Linked DNA regions of Gossypium hirsutum: region 2 is linked to region 1. A link is a contact called in public Hi-C data. All regions are on one chromosome and are shown on one strand. The core of a region is the stretch at or near the end of the contact, and the rest is flanking DNA. Distances in the headings are between cores, read along the strand shown. Region 1 holds the start of LOC107912453 (N-alpha-acetyltransferase 35, NatC auxiliary subunit). Region 2 holds the start of LOC107912554 (pyrophosphate-energized vacuolar membrane proton pump).

Region 1 (5,873 bases), core at 845-3,344:
TCTCTCAAGTCGATTAATAGTAGTAGACCGAGTTGTAAACTGACGTCCTCGAGTGTAATTGTACATTTGTCGTAGGGAAGATAAAATGTGTACGTCTCCAACCTCCATCTCTTCACCAAAACACTGATGAGTGGGAAATCCAATTTGGTCCCCCCAAGCATGCAAACTGCGTCTAAAAAGTTTGCATCTCGCAAGAGTTCATGAATGACCTCTGATGCATCTTCACTTAAGTTATTTATGTACATATCCAAAATTTAATCTTCGACCTAAGTATATAACATAAAAATCAATAATTTGAACAATAAATAAGTATTTAAAATTAAATAATTTAATAAAAATTTCTTAACATCATATAATTAATGGATTAGAATTAAATTATTAAATAATATTTTCTTACCATTTGTAATTGAACGCCTGAGATGTGATTGTCATCTAAATGAATAAACTAATATGCCATCGAATAAGATAAAATCAAAGGATTTATACAATAATTTTTTAAAAAAATTCAGGAATTGGGAATTTAGGATAATAAATTGAGAATTGACAATTGAGAATAACAAATTCAGAACAATAAATTGAGAATCAAATTGTGAAAATTGAAAGTTGAATTGAAAAAAAAAAGAGAATTGAAGGGTTTATATAGGAAAAAAGTAGCGGTTTGGATTTTTTGCCCGTTGGCAAATGTTATTGTTGCACATAAAACGTGTCCTACAGGGTGCTCTTTTATTGATCTGCCAAATAAAACACGCCACATATGTCACATTTTTAGGAAAGAGAAGAAAACGCGTCCTATATAGCGTGTTGTTCTTAGTAGATCAGTGAAAATACATTTTTTCTCTCTCCAAAAATAATATAAATCGATAAATTTTTAGAGAATGGTATATATATATATGTAAATTGGCCCATTAAAAGAATAAATAAAATAAATATATTATTAAAAATTTATAAGATACACGAAAGAGTAATGATACCAACAAAAAAAAATTGTAAGACAATCAATAAATTCAGAAACCTTTTAAAGCTAAAAAAGTAAAGTCTCTTTGTCTCCCTATCCTATCTTAAGCTAAGTTTTTTGTTTTGAACTTCCTCAAGCTATGTCTTCAATCTTCATAACTCAGCATTTTTATAACTCAAAAATAACTTCAATCAATCCCAAACACCTTTATGACTCAAAAATGGCTTCCACTGTCCATTTGTTGCCATCTAAATCCCCTTCGTCTTCCATGGAAGACCCATCTACGAAAGCCACCAAGGGTAAGCGAGCGTCGTACTAGGCCCATCTCAAACCGATCCTTGCTCGGAATCTAGAGAGCAATCATATTCCTTGTGCAATGCAGTCTTCATCGCCTCAAATCTTCCATAATCGCTGCTGAGCACTTAAAAGAACAACTGCTGCTCCAATTCTTTGCTCTGTAGGGATTTTGCTTTGATTTTGAAATATAGGGTTCTAAGATTTTTAGTTTTTTTTTTCAAGTTTTAAGGTTTAGGAAATTTGATCTAGAATTAGGACTTGGGTTTCAAATCATGTATAAGGTTTCACAAAATCACAAATGAATTTTAGGATATCAGTGTTCAGGTTTGAAGGAGTTATTGTATGTAAACAAATTTTGTACATATTCTATACAAATTAAATTTGAGTTTGGACTTTTATCAATTATTTTGCTTTCTGGGTTTGTGCAGATGAATTGTATTTTTAGTTTGAAAATAATTTTTCTATTAAGTAAAAGAATCTAGAGCAGGAGAGTGAAGATGGGGTTCTTATTTTTTTATTTATTAATAATTTTAACCTAAAAAAATGAAAGGTAAAATTTCTATCAAGTCCCTCTTTCTGTCTTTCGTGACTGTTTTGCTTTTGTTTGTGGCCCACTGCCACGTGTCTCTTTATTGATTGTTCACGTGTCATATTATGTCAGAAACTACCAATGTTAGATCCGAGTACACAATGATAGACTGAAGAAAAGTACAGGTATCAAGATAATAAATTAAAAATGTAGGTACTACATTGACAATTTCGTTAATGTACAGAGGTAAATTTTGCTATTATCCCTCTATTTTTTATTATAAAAAATAAAAAAAAGTATTTCTATTTCATAAAGAAAGAGAGAAAAGAATTGTTGGGTTGAGAAAAGGTTGATATGGAGCGAGGGGGGACCCGGCCCGACCCAGAAGATGCCCTAAACCCTCTCTCAGCTCTGTTGGTTTTACGAGGTTTGTTGTGGCAACTGGCACTGTAAAGCCAAGACTGAAAAGAAAACACCATCGTCAACCTCAACCTCGCTCGCTCACTGCTTGAGATCCTCAGCTGTTCAAAACTTTTCAACTCAATAACCTAATGGCTGATAAGCCAGTTTATGAAGAAGCCTCCATCGACGGCCAACCACCCAAGCTTGCCTCGATTCCCGCCAGCGACACCACTGTCTGGGCCGACGCTTCGCCTCTCCTTCAAGCCGCCTGTGCAGGTTCTATTTCTCCCTCTTTTCTCCCCCCTTAAACCTCTGTTTGGTTCTCGGGAAAATAAAAGTCAAAAAAGGAAAACCATTTCCTTTTTATATTTGATTAGGAGATCTAACAGCGAATCCCTAAACCCTATTGCTTGTTGAGTAAAATTTTTCAGTTTCTTTGGTAACTGAAGTGTGGAAAGTTATTGTTTTTTTGTAGTAGAGAAAATAAATAGGGGAAAGAGAAGGTATTAACTTTATGAAAGCTATGGCTTTCTCCCTTTTATTTATGATCACCCAAAGCAAGAAAATTATTATCGAATCATAGTTTTTCTTTAAGTAACTATAAATCTTATCATTGCTGTTGTGAAGCTATGCCAAATATAGAGAGAAAATGTGGGTGCATTCATGTGATGATTAAGACCTTATTTGTTTAGTTTTTTTTTATTTCTGGGTTTCGCTTTATCACTTAGCTATTCAGCAATGCTTGGTGATCACAGGTCTTAGAGATGGAGAGCTCATTCATGGGGACAATTTCAACCTTTTTGCTGCCATGTCTGCTTTAGAGGTGTTGATACTTGATACTTCTTGGTTATTGAATGATAATTGATCTTTTGTAATTTTCTTGGAAGTTATCATTATCTTAGTTAAGATGATAATTGATCTTTTGTTTTCTTTTTAGGTTTACTTTTCTCTGCCATTTATGCTTTTACAACTTGATTTGTACATTGTCAGTGTTTGAGCTATTAACATATTTCCAAATGAGGGTCTGTTGCAATGGTCACTTAGACACTTGAATGCTTGATCCTATTCTCAAACATCAAGTGATGTCTTTACTAACATAAATCTGACATAAACAAAAAAATACCTCCATTTAATATGTATTAAATTGACTTTATTTTATTTTATTGCCAGTAAAGCCTTGACAATAGTGGCAAAGGTTGAGGCCTTGGGTCCTGAGTACCCAGGTTTGAGTCCTTCCATGTGCAATTGCGCATGTGTGGGTTTTAGTTTGGATTATTTCTTGTTCTTTGTCAGTTTGTGTGTTGTAATGGTTTGATTCTACTTTGTAGTTCCTCGGACATGTACACTTGTAATTATACAGTACTTGTAAAAGTTCTTTCTTTCAAAAAAAAAAAAGACTTTATTTTTCTTGCTACTTTAAGTTTTCCCTATATATGTTTTCTACGTTTGAACTAAATTAGCTTTTTGGCCTTCGCTGACAATTTTTTTTTGTTAGATAATGGATCCAAAGATGGATTCAGGTATTGTTTGTACATATTATTCTATTGATGAGGCCATTGAAAATGGTGCTGCTCCTATTCCTATCAGCCTTGACAGCACCATTGATGTCCGCTGCACCATTGATATCATGGACCATCTTCTAGCTTGTGAGGTACTATCTTGTGTATACTCTCCCTCTCTCTCTCTCTATATATATATATACACACATATAGTGCACATGTATGACTGTTTTGGTTAGTCTTGAATTTGTTTCACCTATTCCACAGTGTCCCAGATGCTTCTAAATAAGCATTCATTTACATGGAATGAGATTTTTTCATCATGTTTTTAATGATTTTGTATTTATACTTGTTCTGTCTTTCTTTGTGCCTGGGCCCTCTACTTGTTTTGTTTCTCTTCTTTTATCTAAATTGTAGTCTTTCATGGCAGGCAGCATGGCATAAGGGTCATTCCTTGGCACAAACTGTGTTTTCTTGCATCTATCTTCTGAGGCTTGATAGGACTGCTCCACATGCCTTATTGCATTCTTATTGTAGAATTATACGCGCAACCTGCAAGGCAGTAGTGTCAGTTGTTTCAGATGCCCGCACACATGAAGTAAAGTATTCCAACAGCTCTTTTTGCCTCTTTTCATTTGAAAATGACAAAATGGTTTTAGTTCTTTTGCATTATTCACAAGTAAAATCATTGACATATCCATGAACTGTTTTAAGATTAAGATAAAAAGTATTTTGTAATTTGCTTCTAGTTAAGGTGTCAGATCTAGACAAATTTTATTTATCAAAATAATTGGTCCTTGTATTCCTTCCCTCCCAAAACTCCGAAAGACCTTTTTTTTTGGGGGTGGGGGGTAGGGCATAAAGGAAAAGAATGGGGCTAAGTAAATGAGAATTTGTTCAGGGTACTTATAGTAAAATCGTTCTTCCTTTAAAAATATCATCTGCTTTGATTGCATAAGAGTTTGCATTGCATTCACGATTATTCTTCATTGGTACTAGTTCTTGAAATTGTGATTAAACCTACATGGTCAGTTGTAAACACTTACATTTGACAGGAGGAGGATCTTTTCACCATGACATATGGTCTTCCTTTAAATGGGGATGGAGATGATAAGTGCTTATCAATATTGAATGCTGTTGAAGAGACAATATCTCGCCAGTTACGTGCATGTAAAGCTACATCATCGAAAAGAAGACTACCAGAAGGTAGTTATCTTAGCTTTTCTTTGTTTCTTTACCGAGAGAATCCTCATATCTGGAAAATCACATTATAAATAGCCTGCACCTTGGTCTTATCTAGCATCGATCGTTATGCTCTCTTGTATTCTTTAAACTTTCTTGCAATTGATATATGTCTGCTTAGAGAAGTCAGCTATTTCTGAATTCTTGCAATAAATCTATTTTTAATTTGTGACACAAGTTGATAATCTAAAGCTTTTGACTGAAATATTTGTTTTTGGTCTTTAGTAAGATAAATTTAGTTCTGATTTACCTGTTTATAATATAGATCCTGCATTCTATATATATATTTTTGGAATTTCTCATATTATAATCAGGGGAATGATATATGATGAAAAGATTCACAGGAAAAATAGCAAACATGAGTTGCGCAGGTTAGGATGGCTGTACTTCCCTTTTCCTTTGGATACAAAGTAGAAATATTTATGTGTTACCTAGTTATTCCAGCGTCAATGGGCTACTGTTAAAAGGAATGTCCTTCTAACTATTAAATTCTTGTTTCTCATCTTTATTCTTTGTCAACTTCTGTTATAGATTATTTCTTAAATATCATTAAGATAGAATATTTTAATTACCTAAGTGGCTGTATTGATGCACAGATTTGGAGCCATTACAGTCCAACCCCAATTTGGAAGAAGGATTCTGCAAAGCTTTATTGTGCCGCTTACGTTTTCGTAAGGTCTTAAGCTGTGTTACTCTTATATCACTTCTCTGAATATGTACATCTATCTGTCTGTGGTTGTGCTTTTGTTTTTAGAAAATTTGCATGCCTTCAAAATATTTCTTTAGTGGGTCTCCTGCCTAGTAATCTTTTATTTGCTAAATAGTCTATGCTTTGATTGTTGATTGCATACAACATTAAATATCCATTAAGGCTTGTTTCACTGAAAATGGCTTCTGGAAAATGATTTATGGAAATGCTGATATTTTTTGGTGTTTGAATTATTCCAAG
Region 2 (5,873 bases), core at 970-3,469, 390 kb before region 1:
AGAGTGTTCTTATTACTATCATCATGTAAAGCAATAGAAACAATGACATAACAGACAGAAAAAAGTAGTTCCTCTCTATTAGACAAGTAATTTCATTTTGTTGAGAGCAATTAAAAAAGTATCGTTAAATTTGCATTTTAACAAAAGTAATATTTACCATTTAGATCTCACAAAAAGCAGAACAAACAAGAAAAATAGCTCAGTATGTTACAACCTTGGAAGCATAGAAAAGATTCAAAAGCAGTCAACTTTCAAATAGTGAAACAAAGTGTTAAGCATATCTATCATGAAACAGTGCATCATTTGCTCAAATCAGCTTTTACTATGACAGCAATTCAAGCAAGATAAAAAAAAAGTTACAGCAGTAAAAAAGGAAGGAAACTAAACAAATATTTCAAAGTAAATAAATCATCCATTTCTATATCTTTGTTAAGTAACTCTTTCAGAGTATACAAAGTGAAGAGTTATGGCCACTAGAAACTTAATTCAGGCCCCACATAATTTTTTTTAAAAATTGAAGAGTTCAAACCACTGGGAATTTAAATCAGGCCACATAAAAAGTAAAACTTCCAGATCTATTTTTTCAGTTTTTCTTTCTAAATATATCCAGATCTAGTTCAAGTTCAACGAAAGGGGTTGAATTTCATTAATAAATTTAGTTCCTGAACATTCAGTTTTCCATTGAAATCCAAATCTGAAGACTAATCAGTTGGAACAAATTTTCACATAGTAAGCATGCAATTATGAGGAAATGTCCAAAAGTCTTTCAATGCCATTATGGCTTCTGCTACAAAACCTAAAGTTTAAACCCAAAAAGACAAAAAGGAAAGAAAAAAGCCTAGATCTCAATTATGTTCTCAATGTGCAAACAGAAAATCAACACACCAGCTTAACCATATATTGATTGTAAGATATAATTAATAAATACACGTGGGTCCAAACTCCAAATTACCCCATCACCATACACTTCGATCTGAAGAAAACACTCATTGGAGCACACATTTTTTTATATATATAAATAAAAGATAGCTTGTACATGCTGTAGTTTTTCATGGCTTTTGAATACATAAAATGAATATAAGAATATTTTGTTTTTTAAAAATAAAAACTAAAACTTTAACAAGGAAAGCATGGTGAAACAGAAAACCTCGTGCTCCAAAACTCATTCTTCTAAGTTAAACCACATCACCAAAATTTATACAGACAAACCAAGAAATCCAATATCAATAAATAACATAATATAATGTGAAACTGAAGATCTAAACTTTCACAACATAAAAATCGAAATGTCTCACGACAGCGAGAAAAAAAAAACACGTTTTTTTCCGAGTACCCATTACGGCTAAGTAATTCAAACGTGAAAACCAAAAACAAAAACAACATAAGGAAAGACCGAAAGTTTCTCTTTTTTTTTTTTTTCGAAATCCCAGATCGAAAAAAGCTTTAAAAAATAAAAAGTGAAGAGGGTACCAACCTTCAGAGATGGCGTTTTGGATTTCAGCACATTTAACAACAACATTGTGGTCATTGAGACCTTCTTCTTCTTCAATGAGGTAATCAGCGTAGCCGTTTTTACCAGCGGCACCGTTGTTACCGGGGGCACCAGAGTCTCGACCGGGAGAGAGCTTGACCCGGGAAACGAGAATCCATTGAACGAGAGAAAAGGCAATTCCAATCACGGCACAAACCGGGATCAGGATCTCGGTTCCGAGATCTGGCAAAATCCAGGAGGCCCCCATATCAAACCACCTTCCCCAAAAGAGACGAAATGCAAAGCTGAAAGTGAGAGAAAAAAATGTTTGTCAGCGAGGGGAGGGGAAAATGAGAGAGAGTTTATAATAATTATATACAGGAAAAGTTTGTGGTGAGAATGCCTTTAAATGCTTCGCTGGCCTGAAAGAATGGAAGGGCTAAAGATAGAAAATTCGTTAACGTTTTATTAACTATTTTTTAACTTTGTATATTTTTATTCTCATAAAATGAAGTTTTTATAAGAGATGTCACTCATAAAAGTTGGTTATAAGAGAGTTTATAACTAGTTTTGAAATTAAAGAACTTTTTTTTTTGACAGAATAATGTTGGTTATAAGAGAGATGTCACTCATAAAAGTCGCGTGAGAGAGAGAATCACAAGGTATTTGATCGGTTGGAACGACTTTTTTTTTTTTTTTGCTGTTTTAATTCTATTCCGCAATAACTACTCGTTGCTCTGTATTGTTGAGTGTGATCGGTGCGGTGCAACTTTTTGCTTCTTTAACAAACACAGTTACTACAGGAAGAAGAGTGTTTGAAGCTCATGGTGTGGATTAACCATCCGGTCATTAAGAAAACATCCTTCAAATAAAAATGGTTACTTAATTTTTTTATTTTTGTTTTTTCCCAATTGTTTTAGATTTTTGGGTGTTTTCACTTTTACAAGTAAATAGGTGGACCATATTTTACTACTTTTCATAATTTGATAACCAAAAACAATTCACAACAAACAAAAACAAGAATAATATCTTGGCAATCACATTAAAGCAATCAGACTCAAGAATTACATTAGACCATTTCTTATCTTTTTTTCCCTTGAGCATCCTAAAATTGAGGGCCCCTACTATGAGTTAATGACTCAAAAAGAGCAAGTGAAGTCTTGGAGCACTTGTTGCCAAACCGTTATCAAGTTAGAGGAGGGCCCTCAAAAAGGGAGTGACTGTCAAATTTCCATATATACCAACACATAAGGGCGAGCAAGTTTTAAGAACAAAAAGAACAGAAGGTGCGCATAAATGCTTACCCACCAGTCCTCAAAGCTTGAGAATCCTCCCTCCAAAATCAATACCTAAAACCCGAAACTCCCTAGACTACCTTGGTGAAGGGACAGAAAAAGAGTGCACACTCAACTAACTCCATTTCCTCCTCACATCTCAAACAATTAGGGTTCACTTCCCTCAATCTCTTAACAAGGTTTTCTTTGGTAGCAACCTCATTGTGACAAGATCTCCAAATAAATCTTTTTTATCTTATGAACCACTTTGAGATTCCATAGATGTTTCCATCCCTTATGAGAAAAGCCATTGCCAACATTGGACACACTTAAATTTAAAAAAAAAAAGAATTTAGCTTCTAAGTACATTTATCTCTTTTGTCAAATTGGACCTAATTTTTTTTATCATGTTGATACACAACCCTTCAAATATATCCAAGTTGATGCCTTCCGGATGAAAAAACTAATTAAACTCCTATAGTTTTAAAGATGTTGACATGGTAGCTTACATGGCAATCAACATGTACTTCATTACTGACATGGATAGTTTTTTTATAAAAGAAAAAAAAAGTATGAACTTTTTGAACTTCTTGAAATATTTTAAATTTTTTATTTTTTATTTTTAATTTTTATGAAGTACACATGGACAATCACGCAAGTTACCAAGTTAATGTACTTAAAATTTTAATAGTCTAGTTAGCTTTTCCTTCCAACAAGCAACAATTTGACTAAATTAGAAAGGTTAAGGACTAAAGTGACAAAAATGTATTAAAGCCAAAGTGACAAAAAGGATAAACATTAGGGCTAAATATGTCACTGTGCCAAAACATAACGAGGTCAAGATATGAGTCACTGATACCATTATCAAGCATTGTAGATTCCATCTTTCAAAAAATGCCACATAAGTTCATCTTGAACACAAGGAGAACCAATAGAGATTTTCTCAATAGATTTTTACTCTTCATAATTGAAAATCGATGGAGGATATTACTTTTCAAAGTGCATAAATTTGAATCAATAAGATCCTTAACCATCATATGTGACCTGAATCAATTGTTGGATCACCAGTACACCCCATGGCACAGCGAAAAGTTAAATCTAACGATCACATCCAGGGATCCATGTGCAAGGAACGAATCGGGGTGAAAAGGATACGAACAATTACCTTTAATCGTCTGAAAAATAAAAAAAAGTAGATTACACAATTGTGTTTCGATTCCAAGCCATTACAAAAACGTTTCGGCCTCTACATAATCCACCCAGTGTGATAACGAACGGTAAGTACTCTCTAAAAATTTTTTAGAGAGAAAAATTACTTGACGGTTGCTAGACCTCACACATCCCTTATTTCAAGTATATTAGGTTTTTGTCAAAAACCCTATATTTCCTAATTTGGGAATCATTAATATTTTTATATGAATCAAATCATAATAATTAACCAAATATTATAATTGTCATAATTATAAAAATGTTTGACCAAAAAAATTACAATTACAGTAATTATAATAATATTCGATCCTAAATTATAATTACAATAATTATAACAAGAATTTAGGTAAATTATTTTTTAGTTAAATTTTATACGAATCAAACATATATTAATTTAACCATATTTTTTATTATGTATACAACATACTTGTACATATAATTCGTTCGATATATAACTGTCCAATTACATTAATTCTATAATCAATTTAATTCATGTTGACAGCTAAACGCAATATCAACTATGTTTGGATTCCGTTCGTTTCAACCATAGGGTGTGACCCTGTAGGTTATTGTATTGTTAGCAGTAATACTAGAACGATTCTAATATTACAAACAATGAGTGGCATCTAGCAATGCATCATTGTTACCTAAGTTACAAGAAGTCATGATTCGACATAACTTTTCTGTGATTAACCCTTCATGTATTAAATACTTTTGTTCTTTATATTTAGAATGGACATAAGTCATAGAATAGTCACACTTGCATAGTCCATCTAATGCTTCTTGATATCCTGAGTAGACTATGAAAAACAAATAAGTATGATATCTCATATCAACTTATTCGAGAATGACCATGCATTTATAGTCTCACTCAATCAAGTGGCCTAGGATATTGCTCCCATTTTTAGGAGGGACAAATTCTATATTGATCAACCAATCCCACTACATAGATTATAGTATATCCAACATCAGCATTTATAGAACAACCAATTATGGTGGACGTTTAATTATATCAAAGTATACGACTCACGATATTGGGATAATGATGATCTCAAGTCTGAGGATCGTAGACATAGTAATCACTATGAGTAATGTTGTGATTATTAAATAATAATCCAAGAAACATACTCATAGCAAGTCAGTCCAATATGTTGTTCTCTAACACACATACTCATGTATTGATTTTGACATCTCATGTCAATGAGAACACTTTGTCATCAATCAAGTACATGTTAGTCTTAATGCATTATTGTTGTCTAAGCCCACAATAGTACTTGACTAAAGACTTTTTAAGAATAATCATATTATTCTCAGAACATTATTATAAAATAATTTATTTATATACACAGAAAGTAAACTGAAATAATAATGGTTATGCCTTATATTAATAAACGAGGTGAAATAAGTATGTTATTACAATCATCTCATGATTGGTCTTTGGGCATACTCTAACATCAACGTAGGAAGGGAAGGAAGCAACTTGGAAGGATGGAAAGTCAAGAACCAGTGGTCATGATGCCAGGTCATTATGGCCTCACCACACCCAACATTACATTGGATGCCTTACTCAAGAAAGTTAATTCCCTTTTGAATACTTCTCTAAGCCTAAAATGGAGGATTTAACATCAAAGACTCCAAACACGTAGAGAAAAGAAATCAGATTCCCTTAAGGAGACGTGCCAAAATAGCATCTAGATTAGAGAGACTTCTGCGTGATTATTTAGCCAAAAAAGAAATATTAAATCATCTAAAGTCTTTAAATCTCATTCCTGCAGATTTCTTAGGATGAGCAAGCTTAAGCCAATTCATCTAATAAATACCTTTATATTTAGCTTCAAAACTACCTACCAAAATTTGTTGAGCAAGTTGTTAAGGTATTGATACAAAGTTTTTGTTAACTTGAAGCTTTACTTGATGAA

What was found. A called contact is a pair of places that touch in the nucleus more often than the background predicts.
Region 2: a Hi-C map of leaf shows a contact between it and region 1, with 2.3 times the contacts expected there. The contact joins the promoter of LOC107912554 here to the promoter of LOC107912453 in region 1. A contact is called at or near these places in 2 of 34 Hi-C or Micro-C datasets (callus and leaf).

The regions. Positions count from the first base shown.
Region 1 is chrD08:23,667,832-23,673,704 of Gossypium_hirsutum_v2.1, reverse strand. LOC107912453 (N-alpha-acetyltransferase 35, NatC auxiliary subunit) reads left to right here and starts at 2,094. Exons shown (of 16, transcript XM_016840641.2): 1 at 2,094-2,459; 2 at 2,939-3,006; 3 at 3,679-3,834; 4 at 4,113-4,280; 5 at 4,738-4,888; 6 at 5,521-5,600. The coding sequence starts at 2,333.
Region 2 is chrD08:24,055,981-24,061,853 of Gossypium_hirsutum_v2.1, reverse strand. LOC107912554 (pyrophosphate-energized vacuolar membrane proton pump) reads right to left here and starts at 2,219. Exons shown (of 9, transcript XM_016840789.2): 1 at 1,875-2,219; 2 at 1,475-1,776. The coding sequence starts at 1,739.